Linked DNA regions of Mus musculus: region 2 is linked to region 1. The links are chromatin contacts, called in public HiChIP or PLAC-seq maps. All regions are on one chromosome and are shown on one strand. Each heading gives the region's core, a stretch centred on a gene start, on an enhancer-like site or on the middle of the called end of the contact. The rest is flanking DNA. Distances are from core to core; before and after follow the strand shown.

Region 1 (6,819 bases), core at 2,259-4,758:
GGTAGAGCTCTATTAAGTTCAAGGCTAGCCTGGTCTACAGAGTTGAGTTTCAGGACAAGGCTATGTAGAGAGACCCTGTCCTTAAAAACTGAAAACAAACAATCCTGGTAAAAAGGGAAATGTGTGCTGGCAAGATGGCTCAGTGGGTAGAGGTGCATGCCACCAAGTCAGACAACCTAAGTTAGATCTGCAGAAGCCACAAGGTGGGAGAGGAGTCTAATTTCCACAGGTAGCCTTCTGACCCCCACAAGTGAGCTGTGGCATGTGTGCATACATACATGCACACACAAATATGCATGTACATGTATACACACAATCAAGAAAGGCAGTGTATATAACCTATAACAAGCAAACAACCATTGTGCGTTTCCTGTTCTGTGCCACTAACAGCCAAGGTACAGATTAATGAAGCATGGCTTGACAACAGAAAGACTGTGTGATGTCTTGACCTAAACCAAGCTTTACATGGGGCAGGGGATACATCTGGGGCTTACTTGGTCTCCAGGCAAGTGAGAGTGAGGGCAATCCTGCCCTGTGCAGTTTACAGAGGTGGTCTAACAATTCCTGAGTCCTGGCTCCTGGAGGCCAGCCACACCCAGATGCAAGTCCAGTCCCCACTCTGCTTCCCCTTTCTCTGACAGTAGCTTCTGACTCCATGCCCTCAGAAAGTCATCAGCCTTCTGAGGACAAGGGCTGGCCTGGGTTACCCTGTCCCCCGCCATCCTGCTGGGCCCTAATGCAGGTGACCTCCAGGTATCCCTGAGATAAAGACCAACAATGTTCCTGAACATTCCACCCTCCAAGCTCATCAAGACCCCCTTCTCAACACATCCTACTCTGAAACAGCAGCCTACTCTGGAATACTCCATCCAGCCTCTAACTCCCCTCACAGGATGTGCTGAAACTGCCCCACTGCTGACAAAGGAAGTGGGTGGGGATAAACGCAATTGAATAAGACCTTCCACAGGACAGTCAGCGGAGGACAGCCCTGGGTGCACACATCCCCCAGGGGCCAGGAACTTGCATGTGGAAGGGGTCAGGTGATTCATGGCCACAGGTGGTAAGCCCAAGGCCAGTCCTGACATTTTGCCTTGAGCTCTGCTGTGCTCACAGAGCCCCCCCCTCCCCCCCAGGGGCCTCCAGCTGTATGTGAGCAGAGCTTTCCTCTGTAGCCATCCTGGATCTAAAGTAACCTTAGACAGCATCCTGTGTCGGGATGCAGCTGAGCAGTCAAACACACCTGACAGGTAAGAGGCCTGGGAGGAGCAATGGACACTGTACTCTTGCGCTGCTGCAAAGCCACCAAACAGCTTCTCACGCCAAAACCTGTTCCACGACCCATACGACCTCCTCTGCCCCTGGTGCCTACAGTTCTATGAATTCCCCTTCATGTAAAATAGAGGCATCTCCTTTTGTTAGTGTTTTATTCTAGTCAACACAAGGTTTCCAGGGTTCATCTGTATCTCAGCCTGTGTTAAAATTGCCTTCCTTTTCATGACCTAGCCATGTTCCATCACATGTCTATTCTGTCCAACCTAAGTATGTATGTCGTATTCTGTGATCTACCTGTCAGGCATGTAGGCTGCTTCCTGCACCTTTTGTCTGCTATGCACAATGCTACAGTGAACACAGGTGTACTGTGCTCTGCTTTAGTTAGTTCTTTTGTGGATCAGGCCTGACTTCCTCCTAATCAGTAGGGATCCTGACCTCAGACAGGTAATTCTCTAGGCCAGGCTTGTGGGGACAGGACCCCAGGCTGGGTTCTTAAGGAGCCAAAGCTGAGAATCCAGAACCTGGGAGCTACTTTGTATTCCTCCTGATTGGGCTGTAGGAGAGGAGAGTGAAGGAGACACATGCCACAGCATGGAGAGGGGTGGACAAGGAAAGCCTCTGTTTCCAAAAGGGCAGGCATGCTGCAGAGGCGGCCCCAGGGCTACAAAGGGCAGTGCAGGCCACAGGGGCAGAGGTTACAAAAAGGGAGAAGACGCTTGGACCGGTGGCTTGTCAGGAGCCCTTAGTGAGGGGCCCATAGGGGTGACTGGAATGCTCTGACTTGACAGATGGCCCCAGTTTGGCAACCCCTGAAGCAGAGGAACACAATGCAGACACTCAAAGCACAGGGGGCTCTGGCATACCAGGGGCTATAACCTTGGCCCTGGGAGCTGTGTGTTTGCGTGCTTTGGGGTAGAGGGTTATGGCTGGGCCAAGGTGGAGTCCAGTCCTCTGAGAATCCCTTTCATTGCCAACCCTAAGCAACCTCCAACTGCTTACATATTATTTTTTGGTGCCAAAGTGTCTGGGTTCAGGTAGCAAACGATGACAGCTGGGGAAGGTACAGCCACTAGCAGGACATGCAATGCTTCTCTGGAATGCTGAGCAAGGGACAGACCCGAGGCTGTCACTCAGGGGACCGACATGAGTGCATGAGGGTGGAGGGGCTGCTCTTGAAGCCCCTTACTGATGGTGCCAGCCCAAATGCTACTCTGACACACTATGGCTCTCCTTTCTGGGTCCCTGGTAGAACCCAGATGACAAACTGTCCCTTTTGAACCAAAGCCTGCCTGGGGCAGAACTCACCTTCCTGGACGTACAGGGATCCCAGGAGGCCATGAAGTCAGCCTGGACTCAGTCATTGAGAACTGGACTTCAGGCTGGCGAAGGTGCCAAGGAGCCAGTTGGCTCAGCTTGTCACTAACACTGGAGACAGAGCCAAAGATGTGTGGCCTGATGTCTGTAGCACAGGTGATGCAGTGTCCCACAGCATGCGGCTGGGGCTGTGGGTACAGGCTCCAGAGTGCATCTGGGCACTTACCAGGCTGACGGAACAGTCCATCTATACTGAGATCCCAGAGGAGGCCAAAAGCTCTTGAAGATGTTTCTGGAGGCCATGTTAACAACTAGGGACAAAAAGAAAAGACACCTATTTATCTAGTTTGTTTGAAAACAGGGTTTCTCTGTGTAGTTCTGGCTATCCTGGAACTCACTCTGTAGACCTGGGTAGCCTTGAACTCACAGCAATTCACATGCTCTAAAAATTTTTTTATTACAAGTAATGGTAGCAACACTTCATATATACAATTTATGTATGTATGTATGTATGTATGTATGTATGTATGTATGTATGTATGTTTTGGTTCTTTGAGACAGGATCTCTTTTAGCCAAGCCACTGAATAGGTAAGGATGACCTTGAACTCCTGTCCACCCCCACAACCCCCTCCCAAGGTGGGGATTCTAGGTTTGAAGCACCAGGAACAGCTTCATACATGTGTTAAACAGGACTCATCTTAATGCTTCCAAGTCACTAGGGTGAAGGATACAGTCATGATTGTTGTTTTACAGAAGTCAAGACTCCCTGACCCCTGCCCAGGGCCACACAGCTGGAGGCTAAGTGGGACTCTATACCTAGACTTTGATCATCCAGGCTGTGCCTGGCTCTAGCTGTGGCCCTCTCTAGGCCAGCACTGGGGTCAAGAGCTCATCCTCTAGGCTCAGCTAGGATGACTCCCATAGTCTCCTGTTTCCGGAACATGTCCCCACCCCACTCTCCACCCACTACCATACACAATGTGGAGACTGTTGGAGTCTGATGGCAATGAATCACTTGCTCAGAATGGGCTGTTCACCTGGTGTGTGCAGCATGCCTACAAGAGGCCCTGGAGTAAGGAAGAGGCAAGCCCAGGGCCACTAAGTCCCAGTGACAATAGGACCAATGGAGTGTCAACTGAACAGAGGTGGTAAGATCTAATGGTCACTCCTCATTTAGAATGGACCCCAAGTGGGCTGGACAACATGTGACTTGCCTAATCTAGCTGCTTTGCCTGGACCAGGTTAGTTAGTCTCCCATTCAGAAGTCCAGTGGGGCCTGGTTTTACCTGGCCATGCTCCTGGGGAGGAAAAAGAATTCTGCCTTGAGTGGCCACCCTCCCCATCCCTGGTTCTCTTCCTGCCTGAGGCCTAGCCATTTCTGACTTCCCAGTGAGGATCCCTTGCAGTGGCTTTAGGGAGACCCTAGTGCTTTTCTGTCCTCAGTAGCCTGACAGAGCAGCAGTACATGTGTTCTTGCTGCTGCTGTTCCTTGCCCAGGTCCTGAGCAGAGCTAGGGATCTGGGGGGAGGGGACAGATTTAAGGAACAGACAGGCTGTAGGACTTTTTCGTTTAACCCACACTGGACTGTCGGCTCCACCATACAGAGCTGATGCCCAGGACTTGGCCAAAGCAACACAGAAGTCAAAGTGGCAGAGGCTGAGCTTGTACCTGGGGCTAGGCCTAAACTCTGCTCCCCTTGTGTACCTGCCTGGTCCAATGGACACTGCACAGGAGCTAGGGGAGACCTCTCCATGCACTCCATGGCCTGGGTTTCAGACTCTAGTGGAGACTGAGCCACAAGAAGGGAGGGCACTTCTCTCCTGTCAGGGTCATACAAGGATCCTCTGTGGGCGATGTCTGAGAGGGGTTCTTTGTGCCTCCCAACGGCCAATTGTGCATTTTGTCATATTCTGTGGAAGGAGCAGAGAGAGACTGCACTGCGGGTGTAGAATAAAAGCTTGACTGTTCCTGGCTCCTACTCGCCCTGCAGGCCCAATCTCCCCACCCCAGGATCTGGGGGAGGGGCCGAGGGGACAGCTATGTACAAGGGTTTCAGGGGCACAGTGTCCTTCCCCTCCAGGACAAAAGCACCACAAAGGTCCTGAGAGGTCCAGAATGAGCTCTACCTGGAAGGCCAAGCCTAAGAAGTGTCTAAACAATTTGCCTGGCATGCTAGCCCTGATTGACAGCTGGGCTCCAGGCCCCAACTGCAGCTCTGGTACCAGCTGGAACTTGTGACCAGTATCCCCAGACAGGGACAGGCCTAGGCAGGGGCCAAGGCAAGGCAGATGCAGGACATTTGGATGGAAGCATTAGGTCCTGGGCTGTCTGCTAGCCTCTCACCTACCAAACGTTTGTATTCTCAAGCAGAAGGTGTGTTGCCTCGAGGCAAAATGTTCCTCCAGGGAGGAACCTGGGGCAGAGGGAGCAGCTGGTAGTCGATTTTCCAGACCACCTACAGCTTCATAGAGAGCAGCAAACCCTTAAACTCCACTGAGTCTATAGCAATGAACTCATGAGCCCCAACCTCCACTGCTGCTCCCCTTCCAACTGTGCTCCCGAGATGATCCATTCATGACTGTGACAGCAAGAAAAGCGATGGTGCTCATGACGGACTCTCTGGCTGAATAGAATGCACCCAGTCACTCAGTTCTAAGCCTACTAGGAACACCAGGCATCCCAGGAAAGCCACACCCCTTACCCAGTGGTCACCCAGTAGAGAGAGTCTGGGGGTTGCTGAACAGACACTTCCAGGCAGTCTCCATTTCTGGGCTAACCAGGCTCCTGAACCTCCCGGACTTTGGCACATCTAGCATTATGGTGATCAATCCCTGCCAGCCCTCCACCATCCTCTGTATCAGAAGCATCCAAGGCAAGAAGACCGAGGACCCAGCCAAACAGACCCTGGAGCCTGCCTGGGCTGTAGGGCTGCTTTATTCCTGCCACCTAGCGGCAGGCCTGTGCTTCTCACCTGGAACAGCCACTGCAGCAGAGGCTGAGGGCAGTCAGCAGCATGCAGGTAGAGGTTGCTCAGGAGGCCATTGTGTAGGAAGGAGAGCTGCTCGGGCAGCGAGGACCTGTGGGGTCAGAGCAATTAGGTTAGGTTAGCAATTGTAGCCTCTCTCAGCAGAGGCCTCTAACCAGTAGGGCTCAAAGGCCTTGCTGGAGTCACCTCTGCTTCAAGAGGAAGCCAGGAAGCATACAGGTACACATTAAGGACAAAGATACTTTTAGAATTCTTGGCATGAAGTATCATGGGAAAGAGAAAACTAATCATGACATCATCTGAATAGTTTGTTGTCTCCAAAGCTGCTCACAAACCACCTCTGGTGCTATACTGACTAGTATTTTTGACCTTGTTACATGACAAAGAGAAACCAAGGTAAGGACCCTGGCCAGGTAAGAGAAACAAGGGTTAGGGCATCTGTGCCTGAGGCTCCTTCTGGGGCTCCAGCTGCAAGGGGTGGACAGGATTACCCACGGGCACCTGCGTCTCTGGGTCCAGTTACAAAGTGTTTCCGCCTCATCTTGTGTTTTTCTGACACAGAGGGGACACCTGAGAGGATGGGAAAATAACAGAAAGAGGCCTAGAAATGGGGCATCTCAGAAGGAAATACGCAGGAAGGAGTCCATGAAGGTTCTTTCACTGTGCCGGCTGCACCCATCCCAGGAGTGCATGTGTGTGCTCAGGACAGTAACATGGCTTTAAACAGAACCTGTGTGTGCAGTCCTGCATCCTGTCAGAACAGGCTGCTGGCAGGGACATTAGCTGTGGCAGGTCACCCTGACCTGTAGGACAACCTCCCCACCCCCACTCTTGAGGGGTTAGCTATATGGTGTAGTGTGTGTAGCTTTGGAGGCTATGTTGGACTCTGTAACCTTCTGAATTCCTGATCATTTGAAACTGTGTGGGGTAGGGTGCTCCACCCTTTCAGCATTTCATGCTTTCTCTCTAGAGAATAGCCCAAAGATGGCCAACTTGGATTCCAGAAAATGAAACCATGAATACTCAGACAGCATCCTATGTCCCAATCCTTGTTGGCTAGCCCTCTCTGCTCTACTCCTTCTCTGAAAAGGACATCACACTGCCATCTGCCAGCAACAGAATGCTCCAAAACCAAGATTCCTCCTGAGCCAAGCTGCTGTCTCTCTGAGCCTGTCCAGGCCATTCACAAATTATATATATAATTTAAAGTCATTTAAATTTGGAAGAGAAAGAGACATTGTGCCT
Region 2 (6,819 bases), core at 3,159-5,658, 77 kb after region 1:
CCCCCTCTAAGGCCCGGGGAACACTGCTGAAGGGAGCGTGTGTGTGTGTGTGTGTGTGTGTGTGTGTGTGTGTGTGTGTGTAAAGCCTTTAAGAGCTGGAAGAAGAGGTGCAGCATTATAGAATGCAATACTCCAAGCAAAAGAGGAGCCATTTTCCTCAGGTCAGCTAGACCTGCTTGCCAGAATCCGTTTGAACAGCCCTGCTGAGGTTCCCTTAGGAGAGGTTGTGGGAAGGGTCATTGGACCTCCCAGCCATTGGCAGGGAGCTCTACCCTACCTGCATATGGTCTCAAGGTCTTGAGAAGTGGTGGTGTACAGTCTGGGGAAGGCTACTGGAGAGTTAAGGCTGCCGTGGGTTTCCCTGGATCCCACACTAATCTCTCACCCATGCTCTGTCAGTAAAGTCTCTGGTTCCCCAGGATGAACTCTGGTGGAATCCTAGTCTGGTTTCTCACTGGGGCCTTAGAAAGAACCACTGTTTACATCTACTCAGGGGAAGAATTCTTGAAATATGCCCGCCCCAGTCCCTCTTCTTTCCATACACACGTTCCTCGCTCACTGCCTAGGCTCTCTCCAGCATCTCATTATACACTGTCCAGCATCCATCTGCAGCACAGTAGCCCATGCTCTGTCTGCACTGTCCCCCCAGGCCACCTGAGCCCATCATTCCTCCAGAGTACAGCTGGAGCTCTGACCTCTTGGCCCAACTCCCCACCTGCCCTCGCCTGTCTGTCTAGGAGACACTTTGCTTCTCATACAACAGTGGCTGGCTTTCATCTCCCACAGCCTCTCGTGTGCCCTTCTATTCAGGCCTCCCCTTCCCAGGTGCCTTATTCCCCAGGTGCCTACCTGGCACCTGCCTGTGCTTGGCTGACACTTCCCCCACACCCTATACTGGCACCCTCAGAGTCTGATTCAATGTGCAGTCCCCAGGTAGGCCATCCTAGCCAGAATAAGAAATGGCCCCGGCCTTCCTCAGAGCAGGTATCAGGTCCATAAAACCTAGGTGATTCTAATTCTTAACTCACTTTTGGGGGTGGCTGAAGAAGACTTTGAGCTTCTGGTCTTCCTGTCTCCACCCCTCCCAAGTGCTGTGACCTTAATCAGTTCTTTCTCCTATAGTTTCCAGTTTCTGAAAGCGGACACGGAGTCAAACCACGAGTTCCTCAGGAACGTTGGTTCATTGGCATCGTACAGAAGGGGGGTTGCCTCTACACACACACACACACACACACACACAAACACACACACACTGAACTGAAGGTAAGAGGCCCAAGAAGGCACAGAAAGGAACAGGTTGCTCTGATCACCAGCTAGATCTATGACTGACAAACTCAACTTAGGGACAGTTACCTCTGCTTTCGGTCCAATGAACAGGTCCCCCTCCAGGGCTCCAGCCATAACCCGCATGTGCTTTGGCCGTCCGACACTGCAAGGTCACAGAAGGTCAGTGAGTTGGGCAGGTGCATGGCTGAACCTGTGTCCAGGAAAACTGGAGTCCAACTGCAGAGCTCTAGAGGGTGGCCATGCTAAGCACTGGGAAGTGGCTCAGAGCCTAGACCTATGGGGAGTGGGAAAGCAGCCTGGCTCTTAGAAGCACAAGCACTTTGGGGTCTGAAGGAACGAGCCTCTCCCCAGGGAGGGCTAAGTGTGAATGTCAGGATCCCGTCTTAGCCTGGCTCTAGCAAGGCCACACTTCTATAGCCACACTGACTAAGCCCACCCACCCTCTTGTCTGCTGATGGATGGAAGACAGCCCTAGAACTCTGAGGCTTTCTGGTGTATCCCTCCCACAGTGGCCACTCTTCCACTGCCAGGGCTTCCAGAATAGAGATCAGTTCTTGGCAAGCACATATGTGATGAGTTACCATTCTAAATTGTGACCCACATTCCCCACAGACTGCCAACAGCCTTCCCTGACACCCACCCGGAGTTTGGGATGGAAAGCTGAAGCCCTCTGTGAGTCCAGGCTGGCTGTAGCTCTTAAAGCCACTCTAGGTTTCCAGCTCTGATCTGCAGGCCACTGACAGATCCTTCAAGCTCTGAGAGGTGCTTCAAGGGGAACCTTCCCAGTGGGCAGGTAGGACCCAGGCAATCCTCGATCTTTGGGACAGAACCACCCTGTTACCATTGGCACTCCCTGGGGTGTGTGGAAAGGGCTGGGCAGGAACAGTTCCTAGATGCTATACATAACTGAACCTTGATGAAAACATTTCTGGGGGCTGGCGGGGGCATTGCTTAGAATGTATGCTTAGTTTTCTGGAGGCTAGGGGTTCACCCAAACTCCACAATAATCTGAAAAAAAAAAAACTTTCCAGGGAGGAAGGGGTAGCTGTGTACACCCCCCCCCCAACTCTCTGTGGGAGTTTAGCTCTTTCCCTGGAGAGAGGTTCCTCTTATTCCTGCTCCCGCCTTTACCACACCCCATCCCCAGGGCAATGCTGGATGCTGCTCCTAACAGGCTGAGCCAGAAACAAAGGCAAGAGACTCTGAGACCCAGCAGTTACTCTCAGGGTCACCTCCACCAATCTGGTGTTTCCTCTTCCAGGTAGAGGAGGGACTTGCCTTCCAAGAGGGAAGCTGTAACACCACAGGGGACGCATTCTTCCCAAAAGCAAATAAGGGGCTGGGGAGCTTGCTGCCCTCCGCCCCCCAGGTGACAGGTGACACTTACTAGTTTGGGAAACAGTACTTAGGAATCTGGTCTCCTGCAAAGCCAGCCTTGATCACCCCTGAACCCTGCAAGGAAAAGCAATGTTTTAGCTCCTGCCAACGACTCAAGATGCAGTCAGGGTCCCCAAGTGGAGAGAGCTGGCAGTTCTACCAAGGCTGGACAGGGAGGAAGCCAGAGACCTGACCTAGAGAAGGAGATCACTTGCAAGCACTAGCACATCAAAACTAGGTGTGAGGCTGCATTTTCTGTCCTGGGGACCCAAGGGGGAGATGAGAACTGTTAGGGGCATCTGTTGGGTGGAGGTTATCAGCAATGACTGGCCCCAGATGGGCATCCGTGAAGAGAGACCACAGATCTCCTCTGTGAATGCTCTGGCTAGTACCTGTAGGGAGAGGAAATCAGCTACACTTTAAAGATAGCTAGATGCTACGCCTCAGCCTTACTCTATTCAAGAACCCTTGTCTTCACCAGCAGACAGAGACCACATACTGGGTCCATGGAGGGGAACCACTTGGTGGTCTCCAAGTACCTTTCTTGGGTAGTAAGAGGAGAGGCAGTCCCTGTCCCTGCTGGAAGCTGGACCTAGGCTTTCAACATGAACTGGACACACCTTCCACTTAGTAAATGAGTCACCTACTCACACCCTTTGCCTACCAGTCTCTATTAGGGCCAAAATAACATATCCAAGTAACAAGCGAGAGGCTCCAAGCCCAAACTCAGCCAGGCAGGTGCCTCTGAGCTCATTAGCTTGTTGGCCACCAAACAGGTAGGTAGCCTGATGTACACTGTAGCCTGCCCCAAGCACACCCCCAAAGTCCAGGACTAGCCTCTCTGATAAACAAGTTATGATTTAAGGGAGCCCACATGGGTGCTCCAAAAAAAGGCAGCCACAAAGATGCCATCAGGGGCTCACGTGGGAAGGAGTCAGTTCCCAGAAAGAGAAGTGTGTCACCGTCAAAAGCTCCAAGGCCTACACATCAGCTCTGGGCACAGCTAGAGAAAACCCCAGCCACGTCAAGGCCTCTAAGGATAGACAGCTCCTAGGGCCACTGAAGGTAAGCACAACCCAGGCTGGAAGACAACGCCCCGGGAAGCAGGACCTCTTTTCTTTCAGGCTTGCAAACTACTACCCCAAACTGCTCCGTCCTGGGGAAAGTGGCTACACTCTCCGAAAAGATCATTTAGAGTGAGGGGGTTAGTTAAAGCGGCAAAGAGGCCACCAGGTGGTGGCTGGTGGAAATTAACGTGCAGTGTTTGCTTCTGGGTGCAGCCCCTTGGGAAGTGTTGTAAAGATCACCAGGCCCTTCAAGAGATAAAGCCAGCAGTGTGCAAGAAGTCAAATGTCAGCCGACCTCCATCAGGCGGCCAGAGCTTACCACCAAGCAAAGGGCCAGGGGTCTTAACTTGCCCAGCGATCCCACCCCAGACAGACGCGTTCACCGGCCTAGAGCATTAAGGACCGCCTGACTGTGATCAGCTGTACCGCACATCCTGGACTCCGAGGGAGGTGCTCCCGAGGCCCACCCCTGGCCCCACCAGCGTGGGCCACCGCACGCCGCCTGCGACCCCGCGGCGGGTCACAGTCCTTCCCCCACCCCCCGCTGCCCGGCCTCACATTGTCGATGACCACGGGCTGGTTAGCGATGATGTCGTAGGACTCCATGGCCCGGCCGAGCCGGCCCTGCCCAGCAGGCGGGCTGCAGGAGGACCGGCGGGCTACAAGGTTCGCGGGGAGACCTGGACGGATGCGACTCCAGACACCGCGCCGCTCCCCTCCCCCAGTGCGCTGCCTACGCGAACGCGGCCCCGTGGCCAATCACAGATGCCAAATGACCTGATTGACGGCCGGCGCCGGGGAGGGTTGCTGGGGGAAGTGGGAGGGGCCTCTTGGAGCCGGCTAACCAATTGAAGCTTTCCGGAAGAACAGCCAGGCGTTGCCAAGGTAGGCTGCGCGGCCGTAAGATGATGTCATGGCTGGGTTCTTAAAGGGGGCAAGAATTAAAAAGGAGGTGGTAGGTCTATTGAAATCAGGAAGTCTTTTGAGTTCACCTACTGGAAGGTCTTTCTTTTGATGAGACATCTGTGAGCATTCCTCTTCTTAGGATGTCAGCTCTGATTATTTCAACGGGAGAGTTAGTTTAGTTAGATTTATTCATCTTTTTTGGTTTTTAGAGGTAGGATCTCTGTGAAACCAAGGCTAGCCTTCAACTTGTGATTCTCCCGCCTCACAAATGCTGGAATTACAGGCATGTACTACCATACCAAGCAACAGTTTTGGATTTAATAAGATTCAAACGCTAGGTGAATAATTGTATTTTATTTTAGAAGTATCATAGATTTACATTTAGACCTATGTTTAATTTGAGTTAGTTTTTATACATGTATCAAGTAAGCATCGGGGCATTTATCACTAAGGCTGTCTACCTGGGGTTTGATCCCAGAGACCCATATGGTAAAAGAGAACCGGCTTCCACAATTCTGATTGCTACAAGTGCACCATGGAATATGTACAGCCACACACACACATTCGCAAACAAAATAAATAATGTACAAAAAAAAGTGGGGGGTTGGCAAAGAGAAACTGGGTGTGATCATGTCATTCCTGGTAACAGGGAGGCAGAGGCAGGCCAATATCGGAGTTCCAGAGGTTGACAGAGGCTACATAGTGGAATCCTGCCTCAAAAAATTATATATATATATATATATATATATATATATATATATATATATATATATATAATTTATATTTATATAAATTTATAATGAGAGAGAGAAATTTTTTTCAAATTGCCTTGGTGCCTATGTCAATAGTTGATAGTTTCTGTCTACCTTTTATTCTGTTTCACTGGTCCATTAGCCAATAACACATAAACTTGTGGCGTCAGTTTTATGTTGTTGGGCAAAACATCAGAGAAAATCATCTTAAGAGAGGTCATATCTCTTAACTGTTTGATAGCGTTCACTCATGAAGTTACCTAGATCTTGAGTTTTCTTTGTGGGAAGAAAGTGTGTATATTTATAATATACAAATTAAGTTTTTAAAAAAGAGATGTAGACTGGTTCTGGTGGTGGTGGCAGCTTCCCCTTTCCATCCTCCTCTTCCTCTTCTTCCTCCTCCTTTGGTGTGCTGAACACAGAACCTGCACCTAGATAAGTTCTCTACCAACTAGCTACACTTGCGGTCTTGCTGTATCTTCTTGAGTTACATTGTTTTGTTACTTTGTATGTCATGGAATTTGTCAGCTTTGGGCAAATGTAATGGGCAAAAAGTTGTCCATAATGTATCCAGGGTTTTCTTTCAGTGTCTACAGAGATGTTTCCCTTCTCACTGGACACCTGGGATGCCCCCCCCCTTTTAACCCTGATCAGGCAGGCTAGAGCAGGGGAGCAGCAGTTCTCAATCTGTGGGTGGCAACCTCTTGGGGATCCCCTAAGACCATTGGAAGATAGGGATTCAAGTTATGATTTACAACAGTGGCAAAAATTACTGTTATGAAGTAGCAATGAAAATAGTCTTATGGTTGGGGAGTTACCACACAGGAGGAGCTGTATTAGAGGGTCACAGCATTTCCTCAAAACACTAGCTTTCAATTTCATTGACTAGTCTTTCCAATGGTGCTTGCATTCCTTTTTTTTTTTTTTTTTTTGGTTTTTTGAGACAGGGTTTCTCTGTATAGCCCTGGCTGTCCTGGAACTCACTTTGTAGATCAGGTTGGCCTCGAACTCAGAAATCCACCTGCCTCTGCCTCCTAAGTGCTGAGATTAAAGGCGTGCGCCACCACGCCCAGCTTGGTGCTTGCATTTTTAATGGATTGTAGCATTGACTATGAAGAAGAGTATACTGTAGAGAAGTTTGTAGCTCACAGACACTAGAGTATTTTCTATTTACCTCTCAACAGGACAAGTTTGCTGACTCCTACTCTTGTCCTAGGCAACTTGTGTAAAAGTTTTTTTTAACCTAGGTGTAGTGGCCAAGAGTTGGGCCAACAAGATGGCTTGGTGTGCAGTGGTGCATGCCGCCAAGTCTGACAGTTCAATCCTTGAGTGCCACATGGTGGAGGGTGAGAAATGACTCCTCTAAGTCTGCCTCTGTCCGCCACATATGCACTGTGACATGAAATACATACTCTTTTCTGGTGTGCATG

The links. HiChIP or PLAC-seq counts read pairs in DNA pulled down with a chosen protein or histone mark.
Region 2: a contact with region 1 is called in an H3K4me3 HiChIP or PLAC-seq map of embryonic stem cells, with 4 times the contacts expected there. The contact joins the promoter of Actr1b here to the enhancer-like site in region 1. A contact is called at or near these places in 2 of 39 promoter capture datasets (macrophages and neural stem cells), 5 of 115 datasets of contacts at active chromatin or transcription factors (the SCID.adh cell line, double positive thymocytes, embryonic stem cells and 1 more) and 3 of 9 other capture datasets (adipose tissue, liver and pancreatic islet).

Annotation. Positions count from the first base shown.
Region 1 is chr1:36,629,608-36,636,426 of GRCm38.p6, forward strand. It overlaps Fam178b (family with sequence similarity 178, member B), which reads right to left. Exons shown (of 16, transcript NM_001372417.1): 6 at 5,560-5,665; 7 at 2,813-2,897. Among named protein-coding and RNA genes, the nearest start is that of Fam178b, 50 kb to the right of the region's middle. Within about 2 kb of position 3,509, at least 35 of the 459 cell types and tissues checked have an H3K27ac peak or open chromatin away from gene starts, as enhancers often do. A contact at or near this core is called in the SCID.adh cell line and embryonic stem cells, where this site is marked.
Region 2 is chr1:36,705,517-36,712,335 of GRCm38.p6, forward strand. It overlaps Actr1b (ARP1 actin-related protein 1B, centractin beta), which reads right to left and starts at 4,409. Exons shown (of 11, transcript NM_146107.2): 1 at 4,290-4,409; 2 at 2,675-2,739; 3 at 1,354-1,429. The coding sequence starts at 4,337.